2 separate regions of the Mus musculus genome follow, and region 2 is linked to region 1. A link is a contact called in public HiChIP or PLAC-seq data. All regions are on one chromosome and are shown on one strand. Each heading gives the region's core, a stretch centred on a gene start, on an enhancer-like site or on the middle of the called end of the contact. The rest is flanking DNA. Distances are from core to core; before and after follow the strand shown.

The links. HiChIP or PLAC-seq counts read pairs in DNA pulled down with a chosen protein or histone mark.
Region 2: an H3K27ac HiChIP or PLAC-seq map of embryonic stem cells shows a contact between it and region 1, with 7 read pairs. The contact joins two enhancer-like sites. A contact is called at or near these places in 1 of 15 datasets of contacts at CTCF or cohesin (CD8 T cells), 2 of 484 Hi-C or Micro-C datasets (both in embryonic stem cells), 2 of 115 datasets of contacts at active chromatin or transcription factors (embryonic stem cells and memory CD8 T cells) and 2 of 9 other capture datasets (adipose tissue and liver).

The regions. Positions count from the first base shown.
Region 1 is chr3:22,034,779-22,039,523 of GRCm38.p6, forward strand. No RefSeq gene overlaps it. Among named protein-coding and RNA genes, the nearest start is that of Tbl1xr1, 40 kb to the right of the region's middle. Within about 2 kb of position 3,358, at least 20 of the 459 cell types and tissues checked have an H3K27ac peak or open chromatin away from gene starts, as enhancers often do. A contact at or near this core is called in embryonic stem cells, where this site is marked.
Region 2 is chr3:22,105,521-22,110,574 of GRCm38.p6, forward strand. The region is part of intron 1 of Tbl1xr1 (transducin (beta)-like 1X-linked receptor 1); the gene reads left to right. Among named protein-coding and RNA genes, the nearest start is that of Tbl1xr1, 31 kb to the left of the region's middle. Within about 2 kb of position 2,636, at least 8 of the 459 cell types and tissues checked have an H3K27ac peak or open chromatin away from gene starts, as enhancers often do. A contact at or near this core is called in embryonic stem cells, where this site is marked.

The DNA of each region.
Region 1 (4,745 bases), core at 2,108-4,607:
CCTTCCCCCACAGGAAGTATTTCCAAGCAGTCTTTGTTTTCACTATGGTTCCTCATATTCTTCCCCTTTCTCTCAAGGGTCCCATAAATATTTATTATATTCAATGATCTTTTTATATAACCTTTCAATTTTTTATTATCTAGTTATCTGAATGCCCTCTATGAGACCCACTCTCTCATACCTTCAATCTTACATTATAATGGGCAAAGGAGATTTAAGTGCAAATGCTTCTTACGGGTTATATTTGGAATCTAAACATGTCCCTGCCTCTAGGAGAGATGGAATAACCATGCTGAAATGGCAAAATCCAAGTCAGTGTGTAAAGGTCAAAGTAGACCTTGAGTTCCCAGGGATATTGGTGAGGAGAATGGCATAGCTTGTTGTGTAAATGGTCACGTACGGTAATACACGCTGTGATCCCTTCATATACACACCCAGGAGGCTGAGGCAGAAGATCAGGCTACAAAGTATGCTCAAGAAAGGCCAATCAGGACTACAAGAGACTTTGTCTCAAAAACTAAGAAAGAAAATAACCATGTGAACAGTCTTTCGGCTGTTTCTATTTCCACAATAAACCTTTTGGATTGCTCTGCTTAAAATATCTTACTAAAATGAATATTTGTCTGTGTCTGATCCTCTGCTTTGAATAATTTGTAGATTCCATTGCTCTGTGATAAACACCAAAATTGACTCTGTGGCTTGTGAGCCCTTTGGGGAGGCCCTTGACCTGTTCATATGTCCCCCTCCCTGGCTTTCTGCATGCCAGCCCCATCTCTCTCCCTTCATCTCCTTCCAAAGTGCCACTGCTTACCCAGGGAACAGCTGTACAAAGATTCTTTTCTTTCCTTCATCTCACCTTCTCTCCTTATGCCTCCCTCAATAGCTTAAAGCCTCCTGAAATACCACATTTCTAGAATACAATGCCTGAATCCATCCAGGTATGGCAGTTACTACTGATTATCAACTTGACCTAGAATCACCTTGAACCATGCCTCTGGGTATGTTTGTGAGGGCATTTCTAGATTGGGTTGCAGTAGGAAGACAGTAGGCAGAACAGCAGGAAAGCTCTTTAAACAGGAAGGTAAACAAACAACTTAAAATAGCTTCAGGAAGTCCCTGAAATTGACCAGATTCACTAGGCCCTTCACTGCCAGAGTAAACAGAGCCAAAAGTAAGGAACACTCTCAAAAGAACAGAGCTGTCAAGAAAACTCAGGACAAGCTAGGCTGCAAAGACTTGAAACGTGAGCAGCTCCCTAGATGCAACAGATATATCAGTCAAGCTGCCTGGAAGAGGCTTAGACCAACTGAGGTACCTGAACCAATCCAGGCATGTGGCACTCTGCCTGGCTATGACATGTCATGATAAATTGATAAGTAGAGCTTTCTTCTGCTTAAGACAGCATTTCTCAACCTGTGAGTTATATAACCTCTTTGGAGGTCATGAGACTCATTCATAGGGGCGGCCTGAGACCATTGGAAAACACAGATATTTACATTATGATTCATAACCGTTGCAAAATTATAGCTATGAAATAGCAACAAAATATTTTTTATGGTTGGGGGATTCACTACAACATGAGAAACTATATCAAATAGTCACACAATTAGAGAGGTTGAGGACCAATGGCTTAAGATAATGATTTTAGGTTTCGATGTTTTGTATTTTCTTTTGTCCTTAAGGCATCCATATAACAAAGATCCCTCAGTATTTCCTTTTCAAATAAAAGCATTCTAAATCACTATGCATTTCAAGGAGGCAAAAAAGGATGTAAGTATTGAGAACTAGAGTGAGTTAGAAATATTTCTCTCCCATTTCTTTAAAAATAAAGATGCCACATCTGCTTTCTGAGCCTCCTCTAGCTCCCCATTGATCAGATATTTGAAAACAGAAGGTGTGTACTAGCCCCTGAGTGCTAAATTATTTTTCTTTGGCTGGCTGTACCCGCAAATCAGTCTCTTCTGTTTCATTCTCCCAGGAAGAGCATCATTTCCATAAATCTTTTATATTATCATGTTTCCCATAGAGATAGAGAGTTGGACCTGTCAGCTGTGTGTACTTTTCTAGCACCTTGAAAATATCTGATAAAAAAAAAAATCATAGACTTCAGAAGCTGCAAGAGACTGGATGCTGATTTTAGTCTATACTGCCTACTTGCCATTCCTCACATAGTACTTGTTTGAACATCAGTAAATCTAAACCAGAAAGAATAAAAAATGTAATTTTAAAAGACCCAAAATGTTTGCTGGGCATGGTGGTACCTCCTGGCAATCCCTAGCACTTAGGAGTTGAAGCTTGAGGCTCTCAAGGTCCAGGACACAGACTGAGTTCCTGTCAAGCTATGGTTACACAGTGAAACCATCTTGAAATTAAAATATAAAAAAGAAAATCAGTTCAACGTTTTAGTAAATTGAACAATAAGCAATTTAAATAAGTAACCAAAATATGATATTTCTAAAATTTTTCAGATCTTACATATATGTTTTGTACATAGAGCATAGTCGCCCCTTATCCTTTATTCTCCTATGCCTCTCCTACTCTATTGTTCCTTTATATATGCATCTGTCTGTCTGTCTTTTCCTGTCTCTGTGTGTGTGTGTGTGTGTGTGTGTGTGTATGTATGTATGTATGTGTATGTATGTACGTGTGACTCTACTTTGGATATCTATTTATATTAGAATCTAATAATGATTAGCTTAGCGGTACCCTAGTGGGAATTAATGTATTTAGTTAAGGCATTAATGATGCAAGGTGCAAGGGCCAATGGTACTTAGCAGAAACAGGGCGGGGGGAGGGGGGGGAACCTGTGATGACTGACATCAGAGTTACTATTAGAATAGGAACTAGCGCCGGGCGTGGTGGTGCGTGCCTTTAATCCCAGCACCCGAAAGGCAGAGGCAGGCAGATTTCTGAGTTTGAGGCCAGCCTTGTCTACAGAGTGAGTTCCAGGACAGCCAGGGCTACACAGAGAAACCCTGTCTCAAAAAAGGAAAAAAAAAAAAAAAAAAAATAGGAACTAGTCATTTATTTCATCTTGGGTCCCATTTTTTTCTGCAATGTTTTGTTAGTGCAGCCAAATAATCTCTAACGATTTCCAAGTGACTTTGTGTAAAGAGAAGATTTTTCTCTTAAAGACATACAATAACCTCCTTGCTTTACATAGAGCAAATCAAGTACCTAATCCTATTGTAGAACTACTAGCAAATGAATCTACCTGTTGATATATCTGAATCTATTGACTTTTAATAAGCACCTTTTCTTGTCTATTGGTATAATAGACACTATAGGTACCATACTGTAGCCTCCCCTGCCTGAAGCCGGCTGATGCAAGCCTTGCTGCCACTGAGAATGAGACCACCTGGGGTGGAGCCTTCTGACCTAGATGGCTCTATTGTTCTGTCACTTGACACTGCTCTCCTCCAAGACACTGTTACCTGCTGAGAGGCCCCTGAGATATTCCGGAGGCACGTCCTATCCTGCAAGTCGCCTACAGGCTCCAGACACCAAGAATGACTGGTGGGGTGGGAGGGGGTGGGATGGGCCTCCCCCCCCTCCCCCCAAGCACACTCTCTTAGTAAACTCTCAGGCCTTGATCAGAATGTTGTCTTGGCTCCATTATCTTCTCTCGAAGTCTAAGTCTCTTTCAGCCCCAGCCTGCCTCCCAGGTGTACCCAGTTCATGTAGGCCACAGGCCGGCAAACAACACCATTTTGTCCCCTATAACAGAGACTTTCCTTTTGACCTAACATTTCAGCCTTTTGTAAGGGGTAATATGCTCCCTTCTGCAACAGTTTCCTTCTGAAATTAAGATGCCACAACATTGTCCGTGTCCAGGAAGACAGAATAGTAGTTGAAGGTCTGGAGGCGGTTCAGGCAATGGGCATTTATCAGAAGCAGCTAGTTAGCAGACCCAGGTGAAGAGGCATGGAGCAGTGATGTCAGTTGGACTGGTTCACATCAGCTTTCAGCAAGCCCAGGGCAAACAGCCATTCGGAGCAGTTTATAGTGTGCAGCTGATTCCTGAATTGTGTCTTTCAGCCAAGCAGAAATCTGGTGAGATAGATATAAACCAAGGACTGAAGTTAAAAGTTTAGGAACTTTAAGGGAAATCTTAAATTTGGAACTTTCAAGACCATCGTCCTGATAGCTTGGGGTTGGGGGGAGAACACCTAAGACTAGGGCAGAAAGAGAGATCACACCCTCAGCTCAGAAATGCATAAGTGGGAAAACTTAGGCCATACTTATCTGGAGTCCATTTGACTTTTGAGAGGTGAATCCAAGTCTTATGACTCCCTCAACTCCATAAAGCTTGCATCATTTTTTTTAGTTTACAAAAAGAGATAAAAGTTTTAGATATATTAGCATCACCACTGCTCTGAAATCCATGTTTTTGAAAAGCTAACAGGTGTTTGTAAGACAGCTGGAGTAAACTCACTCCTTTGAGTCATAGTGAAAGCTATGGCACTGGGTTAAAACGAATGAACATTCTTTTCTCTCTCCAGAAGGATGGATGTATACAGATTGGACACTGATGCTTATAGCCTAATGAGAAGTACCTTTAAGTCTATACTTAGAAAACTACTGAAGGAAATTTGAAATCTTGTGCTTGCGACTGACAATAGTAAGTCCTTTACCAGCTTATAAGTACTTGTTGTGGATAGCCCTGGTGCTGTTTGTTTGGTTGGTTTTTGTTTTTTTTCGAGACAGGGTTTCTCTGTATAGCCCTGGCTGTCCTGGAACTTACT
Region 2 (5,054 bases), core at 1,386-3,885, 70 kb after region 1:
CAGAGCACCCTGCGTGGGCATGTAAGCAAAGATGAGCATGAACTCCAGCCACTTTGCTGAAAGCTGCCTGGAAAACAGAAAAAGCAGAGGGGTATGGGAGGGAGAGGAAGGGGTGAAAGGAAAGAGCCTGGGCGACTGATACCTTGTCTCACACATATGGAAGCAATATACTCCCTCAATTAGGGCTAGATGGAAGACAGCGTGTGGAGTATCAAACGTGGAAGGAAACCATCATGTACCGAAGGCTGGCTTTGAACGTCCATCTTCCTACTTACATCAGGGATATCAGGAATAAGGCATGCACCACCACTTGGAGCTATGAGGTGTTTTTAAGCACAGATGACTCATATGGCTTATTTCACCATCATGAAGGGACAGTATCGTTGGGGAGCAGTGGCACCTTGTTCTGCTGCATCAAACAGGCTTACTGTAGATCCTGCTGCACTCAGAGTCTGCAGTATGTTCTCTCAGCTGCTGTGAACCTCAGAACAACTTTTTACTGCTCAAGGATAAAAGAGTCCCACTAGACTACATTTCATTTGCCCTAAAATCTGTTACATACAATTAATTCCAAATTGGTTCAATCAGATAACAATGGGGGAAATTCAGGAATAAATCCAATATAATTATAGTGAATTAATATTTGCTTGGGCTGGCTGTGCTGAAATCCTTCTCAAACAGCTACTGCCTATTGCCAGTCTACTGTCGGGTCTTGAGGACCTATTGAGTGCTACCATCACTCCTTGCAGCATAAACTTGACTTCTCCAGATCTGCGTGATGTAAGCCATTCTGTCCTCCAGCTTTTATAGAGAGCTGCCGTGCATAAAGGCATTTCCCTCACCCACTGAATCGTGTACATACACATACATACATGTACACACACATGTACACACACGCACACACATATATATGGGCACATATATATAAGCTATATTCTCAGTGGTCCTGAAGGTTGAAGCCAGGGCCTCACTCTGCTAGGCAAATAGTCTTGAGGCTGTACATCCAACTTATTTTTCTAGGTAACAATAGATTCTGTGGGCATCATCTCTCAAGACTTCTATCACCTGATCACCTCCCATCCCCCCCTTCTGAGACAGGTCTAAACATATACCCTAGTTTGGCCTGGAACTTGAACTTCTTCTGCCCCTGTGTCCCTGGGATTCTCAGCCTGTGCCACCCAGCCCAATATTTTCTTAGAATAACTGACTGTTAGGAGCACATTATTCAGTTTCTGATGATTTTACTTTCCTGAGAACTCTCCAATGCTGATTGCTGATTTTATTTCACTGTTCTCACATCTGTTAGGCCAGTTTGTTTGATAATATTCAAATCTTTTATTTAGCATTTCCTGATTTTTCTGTTCCCTCTTTAGTCAGTAACAGAGAATAAGATACTTAACTTGCTCGGCCCTAAGTTCTGTTTCTTTGTGGAACTTTGTTTTTGCTTTATTGATTTTGAAGTAATAGGATGAGGTTTATGAACGCTTAGTGTTTTGTTTTTCCTCTGTGTTGTGGTGGCCCTTTATTATTACTTTTTTACCGTGCTCATATTCTGTGCTCTGACAGTCTGTGTACCTGATGTTTCTGCTGTCATTTCATCTCTCTCTGTAGTGGAGCTGGCATGGTCTGTGTGTTTCCCTCTTGATTTGTTTTCAGTCTGATTATATGTGAGGTCTGCTTATGTATGATGTGGAGTGGTCTTGCTTGTTGAGCTAGTTTCCCTCTCTGCTTTGGATTAATAGAAACACTTCATTGTACCGGCTTACTGCTTTAGGCTGTTAGGTCAAGCTCTATGGTGTAGGCGTTTAAACTCACCACCCACCTTGAAGTGCTACTTAAGGGCTTACCATTCTCCTCACCCCATTATCCACTGTATGGTAAATGGATCCATCTGGTATTGCGTTCTGCCTTAGTAGAACGTTTCTTATGCAGCAGAACTGCTGGTTATTAGTCTACTTTTGTAGATCTGAAAGAGTCATTCCATCTTCTCTGCTGACTAGTTTTATATCAACCTGAAACAAACTAGAGTGAGCATAGAAGTGAGAACGTCAACTGAGAAGATGTCTCCTAAGGTTGGGCCGCAGTGAGGCCTGCTAAGTCCTGTTCTTAGTGATTGAGGGGGAGGCCCAGTCCATAGTGGGTAGGCCTCCCCTGAGGTGGTCGTCCTGGGTCCTATCACATTGCAGGCTGAAGGAATTCTAAGGAGCAAGCTAATAAGCAGCACCCTTCATGGGCTCTGCCTCAGCTCCTGCTTCCAGGTTCTTGGCCTGTTTGAATTCTTGCCCTAACTTCTTCAATGATAAGCAGTGATGGGAAGTGTAAACTGAATAATCCTTTTCCTTCTCAAGTTGCTTTAGTCATGGTGTTTAATCACCACAAAGATAACCTAACTATGAAACTTTCATTTTTATTTATAAAGTTTAATGTTTTATTACTCTTATTTTTAAATGTTTATATGTGTGTGTACATCCTGACTCATGGGTAGAAGTCAGGTATCAACTTTATGGAGTTGGTTCTCCTTCCTAGGGATCCAGCCATGTCAGCCTTTGCAGGATTGGCCTTCTGCTGCTAAGCCATTTTACTAAGCTGGCTTAGTACTTGGGCTTTACAGTTAGCATACAAAGCAATAGGTTTCCTTACTCTGCTCTCACTCATACTTTGTTCTTACTGAACTTCTCCAGTTGCTTCCATTTCCTGACTCCTGCTGTTCTCCCCCCACCTCTTTTTGTTGGCAACTTTTTGCTTCTCTGACTTGAATTCATGTACCTTCCTCCTCCTTAAGCTCTCTTCTTCTCTTTCAAGGACCCCTTTCTAGGACATCCCCACCCCTAATAATACTTGTAAAAGAACTAAATTCTAGGATTTGCATAGGGAGAAAATGTGGTAGTTGACTTTTCCAAGTCAGAGTTATCTTAGCACAGATGTGGAATATATGTTTTCCTGTAAATGTCTTGATTTCAGTGTTTTGTAAGGCTAAATAAAATTCTATTTTGTACATTAATCACATTTTCTTTATCTTTTTTATCAGTTTATAAGGCATCTAGGCAGGTTCTATCTCTTGGGTATTGCTCTGTGGTATGTAGACGTTTCTACGACATGCCCAGAAAGGTTATGTCTGGGTCAGGTGACAGTTTTTGATTTCCATAGTGGCTATACTTATTTTTCCTACCAGCAGTGGAGGGGTTACTCTCTCCCACTTCTCAGCATGTGTTTGCTATTCTCTTGCTGTTAGCCATTCTTTTTGTGGTGCATTGGAATCTCAGCACTACTGTATTCCCCAAATTGATAAGGTTATTGAACAGTTTTTCAAATATTTAGAATACATACAATTTAAAAATGTGTATAACAATTAATAATAATAATAATAATAATAATAATAATAATAATTTTGTGTGCAAGGGTTTTTACATGCATGTGTGTTTACACTTTTGTGCATGCTATGCCCTCAGAGACCAGTGGAGGAGGATGGATCCTCTGGGACTGTAGTCATAAGACTGTTATGAGGTACTATATGGGTGCTGGATACTGAACCTAGGTCCTCAGAAAGAACACCCAGGGCTCTTAACTGCTGAGCCATCATTTCAGCCTCACTGTTTTGAGAATGTATTCAGTAGTAATTGGGAGGTCTTATTTTCTTTATATATTCTAGACACTAGCCTCTCTAATGTACTGTTGGAGGTGATTTTACACACCTCTGCCTATTCTTCACACTGACTTTTATTACTGACAGTTGTTTCTTTTGCTGTTCAGAAGCCTTTTAATTTCATGTTTTCCCATTTGCCAGATATGGAGGCGATTTCCTGTGCTATTGGAGTTGTTTCAGAAAGTTATTCAACATTTTAGTGTTTTAGATCTTACATTAAGGTCTGTGATCCAGTATGAGTTGATTTTTGTGCAAGGTGAGAGATGAGAATCTATTTTTATTCTGCATGGGAATATCTAGTTTCCCTGCACCATTATTTGGAGAGGCCTTTTCCCATGTATATTTTTATGCTTTTGTTATAAATTTCATAGTGGGGTAACTCTGTTCAGGTACCATGTTGTCTGTGGAGTGATTTGAGGTCAGGCATTAAAATGTTTTGGGTCAGTGTTAGTTTCCTTCCTTCCTTCCTTCCTTCCTTCCTTCCTTCCTTCCTTCCTTCCTTCCTTCCTTCTTCCCGCCTTTCTTCCTTTTTTTCTTTTTCTTTTTTTTCCTTTTTTAAATGTCTTTGTGTACAGGTGTTTTGTCTGCATTTTTATCTGTATAATATGTGTGTGCAGTGCCCATGGGGTCCAGAAGAGGGCATTGGATCCACTGGAACTGGAGTTCTAGATGGTTGTGAGCCACCATGTGGTTGCTGGGAAATGAACCTAGGTCCTCTGGAAGAGTGAGCACTCAGTGAGCCATCTCCCTAGACCCTGCTGAATTGTGTTGACAGTAGTGGTCTTTCTTTGAACCAGGTTGGTCTGGAGGTTACTTTGTAGCCCAGGCTGCTCAAAGTACTAGTGATGCCCCTACCTCACCATCCCAAGTGCTGGGATCACAGATGTACCATCAGTCCTGGCTTTCCAGTAGTATTCTTTGTGTTTAGGTTCCTTTGGCTCTTTGGAGTATTTTATGTTTCTATATGAACTCTAGTTCTGTGAAAAACTAAAATTTTGGTAGGCACTGGCATTGGATCTGCTGTAGCACCTTTTGGTACATTATTTTTTCAGAATATTACTTCCACCTGTCTATGAGTGTAGAAGGTCTTTCAATACAGTAAAAAAAAATTCAGTATCTTTCAGATCTTAAAAGTTTCATGCAGAGGTCTTCCTTCTACTTTTTTGTGTAGGTCCATTGGTGGGTGTTTTATTTATTTTTAAACTATCACAGGATATTTGTTTTGATTTTTTTTTTTTATTTACAAAGTTTGCTAATTGACTTATAGGAAAGCTACTGATATGATATATATGTATATTTGTATCCTGTGGGCTTAGGACATTTCTGGTCAAGTCTTTAGGTGTGTTTAATAAGCAAATATAGATAAATTGTCTATCTTTTAATTCTCTTACTGCTCTAGCTAAGAGAATAC